Regions from separate parts of the Rattus norvegicus genome. Here region 2 is linked to region 1. Evidence: chromatin contacts called from public Hi-C data. All regions are on one chromosome and are shown on one strand. The core of a region is the stretch at or near the end of the contact, and the rest is flanking DNA. Distances in the headings are between cores, read along the strand shown. Region 1 overlaps Tox (thymocyte selection-associated high mobility group box). Region 2 has its middle 410 kb from the start of Car8.

Evidence for each region. Hi-C and Micro-C count contacts between places; a contact is called where the count stands out from the background.
Region 2: a contact with region 1 is called in a Hi-C map of frontal cortex, with 3 times the contacts expected there. The contact joins two enhancer-like sites.

What each region holds. Positions count from the first base shown.
Region 1 is chr5:24,770,873-24,775,229 of GRCr8, forward strand. All of the region lies in intron 4 of Tox (thymocyte selection-associated high mobility group box), which reads right to left. Among named protein-coding and RNA genes, the nearest start is that of Tox, 200 kb to the right of the region's middle. Within about 2 kb of position 1,644, at least 15 of the 93 cell types and tissues checked have an H3K27ac peak or open chromatin away from gene starts, as enhancers often do.
Region 2 is chr5:25,788,285-25,792,489 of GRCr8, forward strand. No RefSeq gene overlaps it. Among named protein-coding and RNA genes, the nearest start is that of Car8, 410 kb to the right of the region's middle. Within about 2 kb of position 2,872, at least 11 of the 93 cell types and tissues checked have an H3K27ac peak or open chromatin away from gene starts, as enhancers often do.

The DNA.
Region 1 (4,357 bases), core at 394-2,893:
CAAATCAAAGGTAATCAGGCTGGTTCAAGCTTGATCAAGGGTGGTTTAGAAATATGTGGTACATACAAGTTGAAATGTAAAAATACAACAATAGGCAAAGAGTAGCCTGCAAGCCATGCATAACCCAGGCAGGCTTCACAAACAGGTGTTTGTATGCAAGAGACATTCTGGGTCCAAATCGTATAGACTGGGGACAGTATGTTCCCGGCGTGTTCAGTACGAGTCATTGCTATAACACATTAAGAAATGTGTTATATGTTAAAGAAATATTTTATTGTTTGTAAAATATACTATTTTTAGTTCATTTTTTTGCTACTGATAGCTTATCTGTATGTTTTTAATTCAGAGGTGCATGTCATTGTATCAAAAATAAATCTGGGTTTATAACACACATCAATCTCCCTTGGAGTGTAAGTATTTCATCTCCCAGCCCACAACTTTTCTTCATACCTGCTGCATATATTCCGTGTGATGCGAAAAGCCCGGCCTTTAGCTGACAGATTCCCACATTTAACTCTTTGTTTCTGCATTTCCTTGTTGGCCACTATTAATCTCTGAACTGAAATACACAGTCTGTCCGTCTGTCTTTATGCATGGATGACAAATGAACACTTCTCTCACCAGGTCCATCTTGATCTGGGTCTTCGGTGATGAAGAGGTGGAGGAGAACTACAGGGCTGGGCTTTTTGGTCTCATTCAGTTCTCTGGAATCTCTGAGAATGAATATTGCTGGGGAAGACAGCTACTTGGGAATGTAAGTATAAGCTTCAGAAACACTCTGAAATCTACATGCTTCTCCTACCTGGAACCCAGGCACTGCTTCAGTTCTTGTTTCTGCAGCAGAGATCCCCCTTGTAAAGATGCATTTTCTGGAGAAACCCATCTACCGCTCATGTTGTTTTGTTAAAAGAGGAGAGGACAAGGTAGAAATATTTCTGTCTTCTGGACACTTTGATGATGGAAAGTCATGTTTCTTCAACAGCTGATGGTTATAGCTACCTCTCACAGGGAAATGTGTCCCATGTTTCTCAGGCATGCTGCTGTACTTAAGGCTGGAGCCTTTTTTTTTAATGTCAGATTTCTTTGTGCATGGAATTCAGATAAACTTCATGTGCTTCTACTTGCTAAGAGTAATGCCAGCTATGCTAGTTCTGGATAAGTGTCATCTCTGTCACGGGGCCTTAAAGTGACTTTAAAGTATCTTCTGCCATCTCATTAAGTCCTGGCTGGTAGCCCAGACTGAATTTTGAAAATGAAAGTAGCTGTCCTAATAAAAATAATAGTTTACTGCTGAAGAGTGTCTTTGGCTGGAACTTAATCTTTTGTGAAAAACAACAACAACAACCAAAATAAAACGAACAAACGCAGAAAAAAAAACAACCCAAAACCAAAACCAAAGCCCACTGAGTGAACAGGACTCACGTAGTCCCTTTAAGCAGCGAGCATAGAAGTAAGTACTGTTCTACAGAGTTTGGTCAGAGCCAGACCACAGGGTCTGGACAGAAGACAGTTCTGTAAGAACGAAACACAGCATTAAAAACCTGGTCCAAAGTGCTGGGAGAGCTGACCATACTATACCAGTTCAGTAGACTTGTTGGCCCTGCATTTGGTGTTAAAATTGCTGGTCTCACTCTCATGCCGTTAACATCACATGGTAAATAGGCTTCCTGTAGGAGGAGGTTGCTCAAAAGCTTCTGGACAAGTTTCAAATGTGTAATTGCATCACATCCAAATTCCCCTTTAGCTTCATCTGCATAAGGTATTTTTCTTTCTAATCCAAAATTCACGAGGAGTTTTTCTCAGCCCTGCCATTCAGCTGCTGTGTTTCTGTCCCTGGCAGTATTGGAAATGGGCTCAGATGGGCTTTTCCACTACTCCAGGACTATTCCTCTCGGCTTCCCGGTCTTAGTAAGGGATCTTTTGAATACGGACTAATATCTGCATTACTTAAACTCTCACTAAATCAGGGGTACAAGGTAAATACAGAGATTTCAAACAGAGAACAACCATGGGTGCCACATTCTCTTGTGTCTTTCCTTTCAGGGAGATAACTGAATTGCTAATGAGCTCACACAGATCCAGGGCCTATTATGCAGACTTCAAATATTTCATTAGTGAGATGCACGAAGTTCTAGAAATGAGTAGTTTCAGATGCAGAACTCTTAACCTGGATTCCAGCCTGCTCACCTAACGCTCTCACCTCTGTGTTGGCACGATCTCTATATATTTCTAATAAAATGGACTGGTTTATGCTTGGTCATAATACCTAGGTGACCAAGCAGTATAAAAATAGCCACATAGCTAATTCTACAATCTTACTCAAACATAGGAAAGATTATAGGGGAACTAGAGAGATTGCCCAGTGGGCAGGAACGCTGGCTACTTCTCAGATTTTATTTTCAACAGCCACATGGTGGCTCACAACCATCTGTTACTCAAGCCACAAGGGATCCAAACCTGTCTTCTGGTTTCCATCAACACTGTATGCAGGCAGTGTGGAGACATACAGGTAGGCAAAACAACCACATAAGTAGTGGTAATAGTAATAATAATAATCGTAATAAAAATCTATGTTTAGAAAGCTGGGAACGAATCACGTTTTAGGAAAAGACGCCTGCTGTGTTCCAGTGAGAAAAGCATTAAAAAATACTGACTTGAATGGCTTTTCTAAGGAACATACTAAAATACTGGACTGGTAGACTGACCTTAGATGTAATAAAATGCAGAAAATGCTTTTATGCTTTAAATGTGATTTATATTTGTGTACTAGTTAACTATCTTTCATGCACAGACATAAATGTTAGGATTGGAGGGTGCTACTGGACACACACACACACGCATGAAAACACATTCACACACACACACACACACACACACACGTACTGCACATGCACACATACACACATGCATGCACACACATACACATATGTGCACACGTGCACACACATATGCATACACATACATGCACACACAAGCATACATACATACATGCACACACCCATGCACACAGACTCACATACATGCATATGCACACACATGCACACTTGCATTTGTTTACTGCTTAGTATGCTGCTGAGACATAAACCTCACTTTCCAGCAGGAGGCATAGTACAGGCTTCCTGCTATATCACTTGCAGGTTTCCCAGATTACAAGGAAAGTGCTTAATTCATCTCTACTTCCTCAGCTTACTAGCCTCTGCGCCATTGTTTTCACCCCTGGTAGTCTCTGAAACCCAGCACTGACCTGTGTTCTGTTGACATAAAATGACAGTCCTACCAGGGAATTCCAATGGCCTAAGGAACACTAGCTACCTGCCAATAGCCACTTTTATTTGTCACTCTCAGGCAGTGGCAGCAGGGGCCTTACTGAGTTAATGACTCTATTGTCCACGCTTCTAGTTCCCACATGGCATAGGCCAAGAATGAATTCTATTCAATGTTTCTGCAAGCTCTCCATGCCTGCCGCAGGGTAGGAGGCCTTTAAGTGTTTACTGAATGAACATCAAAGAGCCATAGCCGGGTGAATGAGTTGACCATTGTGTGGACTGTCCTGAACAAAATCAGAGTTAGCACCCATCCTCATCTTTGTTTATCTGGAACTCAGGTACAGTGCAAATGTGTGGTCGCCAACTGGTGAAGCTGTTTGGGAAGGATTAGGAGGTGTGGCCTCGGTGGAGGTGATGCCACTGGGAATGTACTTTGAGGGTTCAGAAGCCCACTCCATTTCCGGCTAGCTCTTTTGTCACCTCCGGTAGCACGTCTGCTATTGCCACACTCCCTGCCATAATGGTCACAAAACATGTGGAACTTCAAATCCCCAACAAACCCTTTCTTCTGTAAATTGCCTTGCTCATTGTGTCTTCATAGAAATGAAATGTAACTAGGTCACTGCATACGCATCCTATGCCTCAATGTTGGGGTTTCCTTCCAGCATTAAAGTAGGCAAAGGAAGGGCTTGGTTAAATAATCAACAACTTCCAAGACCTGAACCACGTAAAGGTTCAGATATTTCCCACATATGTACTTCCCTAGGAATGCAAAATATTAACTGATATTTCCACTCTCCAAAAGTTTCCTATTAATCCTTCCCTGAAACAAATTTAATTGTACTCTCAATACCAATTTGAACTTGATGAAGATGACTTTTACCTAAACCTAGAAAATGAATTTTCAGTCAAGTAAAAATGCTTTCTGCAGCCCTCTGCCTGCTTCCGTAGGCCCACTGAGTGGGCCAAAATAACCCAAGAAGAACATGCAAAAGTCATATCTTAGTTGTGCAATGAATAAAATTGTGGCTGTCCAATATCATTTGTCAAAGGATGAAGAATAAAAAGGAAAAACAAAAACAGAGACCCAT
Region 2 (4,205 bases), core at 1,622-4,121, 1.0 Mb after region 1:
TGCTTAGAGCCTCTTTGCTATGTTGTCATGAGTATTCATTTCCATTACCAAAATCAATTGAAAACGAATGAAATATCCCTCTAAATTACAGTTAATATCTACAAGTGAAAGGTGATTATTGAAGTCCCAGAAACTACACCAATTTCCCAATTATATCACCGAGGTCTGTCATATATGTCATTATTTTCATATCTACAGTTTGAATATAAAATTTCTTCTGGAAGATAAGGAGGTCTTTGTTCTGAGAGTTTATGCGCGATCAATCTCCAGCTGATTTACCTTACCTCAGTGAATCAAATCTCACAGCACCAAGGAAATCAACTAGAAAGCAGCTCGTTAGTGGATTGTTTTTCTACTTGGAATATTTGATGCACAAAAAAGTAGAGGAAGAGGTGCTCCAAATACAGTGTGACAAAGATTTTAAAACATTCCGTTCTCAGCACCATTATACAAAATTTTTCCTCTGGCTTCCCCAGGGATAAATGAAATTAAAGTAGTTAAATAGAAGGACACTAAGAAACTGGAGTTACACCTGTTGAAGGTGAATGTTAGAGGCAAAAAAACAAACCTTTTGAGCAGGATATGGGTATGAGATAGGGGATGGAAGGGATTGGAGGGAGATTTAACCAAATTAAAGATGGATGAAAAATCCCTGTGAATACCTATTATTTTGTAAAGTAATGTTAAAATACATTCTAAAAGAGAGTTTGGATGGAGGTACACTGTGTGGATAGATAGAGAAGAATTCATGTCCCAGGGGTAAGATTACTTTCCCATGAGTTGTTGAAAAGGAGGGCCTCAGAGACCCCCAAATGATTTTATTGCTATTGCTTTAAATTGTATAACCCCTATTTCTGAAGACAGCATACACTTTGGTGACAAGATAGAGAGTAATCAATCTAGAACTAAGTAACCTGGAATCTTCATCCCTAATAGCTAGGTTTCATTGTGTCTGAAAGTACTGTGAAGGCTGTTGAAGAGGAAGTTATTGACCATCTTCTTCCGTTATTCATTGGTATAGCTACAATACCATCTTGCTAGGCAAGATGCACCCACTAATGATATGGCCTGAGTGCTGTGCGGTTAACCAACTATGTCTGATTGGATTTGAGGAACACTCCACAGAAGACAATTCATGCCTGGTACTGTAGACCTCTTCAAAAATCTGTGGCTGGGAGGTCATGGTCCAGGTCAGAGACGGAAACCTACTGTTGTTCATTTGCTAAATTGATATGATGCCAAAATGCCTCCTAAATATGCATTTATATACCCATATATCAATGCTTCTCATTGTCGCAGTCAGAGAGCCTTCTGTTTTTAGTAGATAATGCTACAATGCAGAGACTTGTAAGTGGCCAGACGGTTAAGACTAAAGCACAGTTGACAACCAGGTCCTAACCAGAACATCTGATCAGTTTTGGAGGGATCCAAAACTCAGGGAATGATAAGACAAGGGAGACGAAAAGAATATAAGGTCTGTAGGATGAGAAGCTAGTGAAACAGTTTTCTAATTGTTTTTCCATGACGTAGTCATTGGATCCATTAGTTCACCATAGCAGCACTTATTTGAACATATCAGCAAACAGCATGGCTGGAGGTGGAACTGAGGCTCCACCTCTCCATGAGTAGTTATGGGTGCATCACAGCACTCTGTATGAGACCACACTAAGTTTTCCCTCCTCAAGTACAGTATACTCCATACAAGCTCACGTAAGCAGTGAGGCACATACACAGAAAAAGCAATATGATTCGGAATGATGGCTGGAAGATGCTTTGCAAAAGGGAGAGGAGGTTAAGAGAGGACAGTGATGGGGGTATGATCACAATACACTACATGCATAAGAATCAAATTATGAAAGAGTACATGTTTAAAAGATTAACAAAACAAGTGATTGGAGAGACAAAGAGGCATTACGTTTTCTGAAAGAGTCACAGTCTAAATTGTTTGGAATCGGGTCTTTATTTTCTAGAAAACCTGTTTGGGAAAGAAAACCACTTTATGAAAATAGCAGAAGTGAAAGGGTGCAGTTGCTCTGAGATAAGGAAATCAAAGCTTTCTTTTCTATCGCAGTGATGTTAATGATCAAACACATAGTCCTGCAGTTAGACAGTGCAGCTGCTTAACTTGTAAGCACTGACTCTCCTCTGCACTGGCTGGGTCAATTTACAATTCTGTCACCTCTAACAACATTCGACTCCACAATTTGTAATGTAGAGACGACAGTCTAGAAGCCCATGAAGGCCACTTTGAATTCTGTCTATTATGCCATTACAAATATAAGTTGTCTGGTAGCATTCTATCCCATTCCTAATAAAATTCCAAAGAGGGGTAAAGTTAAAGAATGTTGTGTTATACTTGATAACACTAAAGAACGTTGAGGAAACCACTGCCTGGGATTTATTTTCTCCAGTAAAACAAAAATGCTTTTATATTCTTGAGGTTTCTTTTCTCATCCAACACATGGAGATAGCAAAAGAACACACACAAATCTTTTAAGACCTGAGATCTGACAAAGATGCTTCCTTGGTCAAATTCTCACTAGGCTCCTCTAGGTTCTCCTCTCAAGTGGCGCCCAGCTACAACTTATAAAAACCTGGACAGGATCCAGTAGCAGAGTATTTATTTAGCATGCACAAAGCCATGAATTCCATCTCAACACTGGAGGTAAAATATAAAAATGTGCGTAAATACTAATATACTCTCTAACAATCAAATGAGCTTCCCATAATAAACTTACTACACCTACCATAAAAGAATTTGCATGCAAAAGCTGTGGACAACAAAAGCTTTTTGCCTTTATTCCAGCCAACACCTAAAGACAGCACATTGTGGAGAAGCCTGCTGTCGATGAGGCAATCAGAGAGAGCAGATGGTTGCCTAAGCACCAGCCACCCACAACCTCCTTTCCTAATGTTTTCTTCTCTCATTCCATGGGAGCTGAGATGGATCTCATTCCTCTTTCTTCATTTACCCTCTCGAACATCCAATCACCACTGAAAAAAATCAAATCTGAGTCCAGTTCAAACTAGAACCCCCTCTGCTCTGTTGCATCAATGTATCACCAATTAAAATTGGTCCTCACTACACTCATGTCTGCCTCTGCTTACTCTTAACAGAGTCGGAGGGATGACCTCATCCTGGGGCTTTTACAGCAATGGTTATAACTCTGGAAACACCTCCCTGCATCCCTGGAAATAAATCATTTTTTTTCATAAGCATTTTGCTTGCATTCAAGCTGGCTGTCAGAAAAAAAATTGTTCAAGACTTAAAAAGACAGGTTTTATACAATTCCCATCTAGAAATTATTTCAAGCTTATTAGCGTCTGAGGTAATAGGTAGCATGCCACCAAACCAAATAAACAAGGGCTTCCTTTCCACAATGCTGCTCCATGCGGTAAAGGTAGAGTGGGAACTGTAGAAGAGTCATTTGATTCCCACCAAGGGTGTTTCTGGTCATGCTAGGACAAAGAGCTTCATCTCAGAAAGTCTGAGTCCTGGGTCCTCTTGCAGGAGAGCTGATGAGACTGACTAGCTGAATTTGGTATAAGGAAGTGAACGCGGTAACACTTCAGAGGGATTTGCTGTGATTAAGCACCATATCACAAAGTTTACAAAGTCTATTTCATTGATCCTCATATGTCTCTAAACAGAAACTAAAACCAATGCTACATCGCTGGTTTGACAAAAAGAAATCAGAAACAGGTATCTTAAAAACATTCAGAAGTTGCATAACAAAGACTATTCTGCCCCAAAATCCTACTCAGTGATTTCATCCGACTCAGCTCACAGTTTTATTTCACCTATTTTTTCCAAATGTCAAGTTCCGTTTCCTACAGTCTCCATTTTTTTTAACATTTATTTCTGTAATGCTTTTTCAATATAGTTTTTTGTGACAGAAATCACAGCCTCAAATATCTAGCAGTGCAGTTCAAGATAGTTGCAGACAAGCAATTCCATTTTTGTTCTCATTTTTTTAGTTTCTTCCTGCTTCCAGTGGTTGGCATTCATTTCAGTTGCTGCTAGAGAGCCAGGAGAAAGTGGATCAGAGGGACTGTCCTAAGGATGCTGTAGAGGCCAAATGGAGACTGCTGGCATGGAAAGGTAGGTGAAAGAAGGGATGAAGCAAAGGACCATGTTCTCCAACCCCGGGATCAAGCAAACAGCAGTAACATCTGTAGCTGTCAGGGCTCAAGCCCTAGAAGTT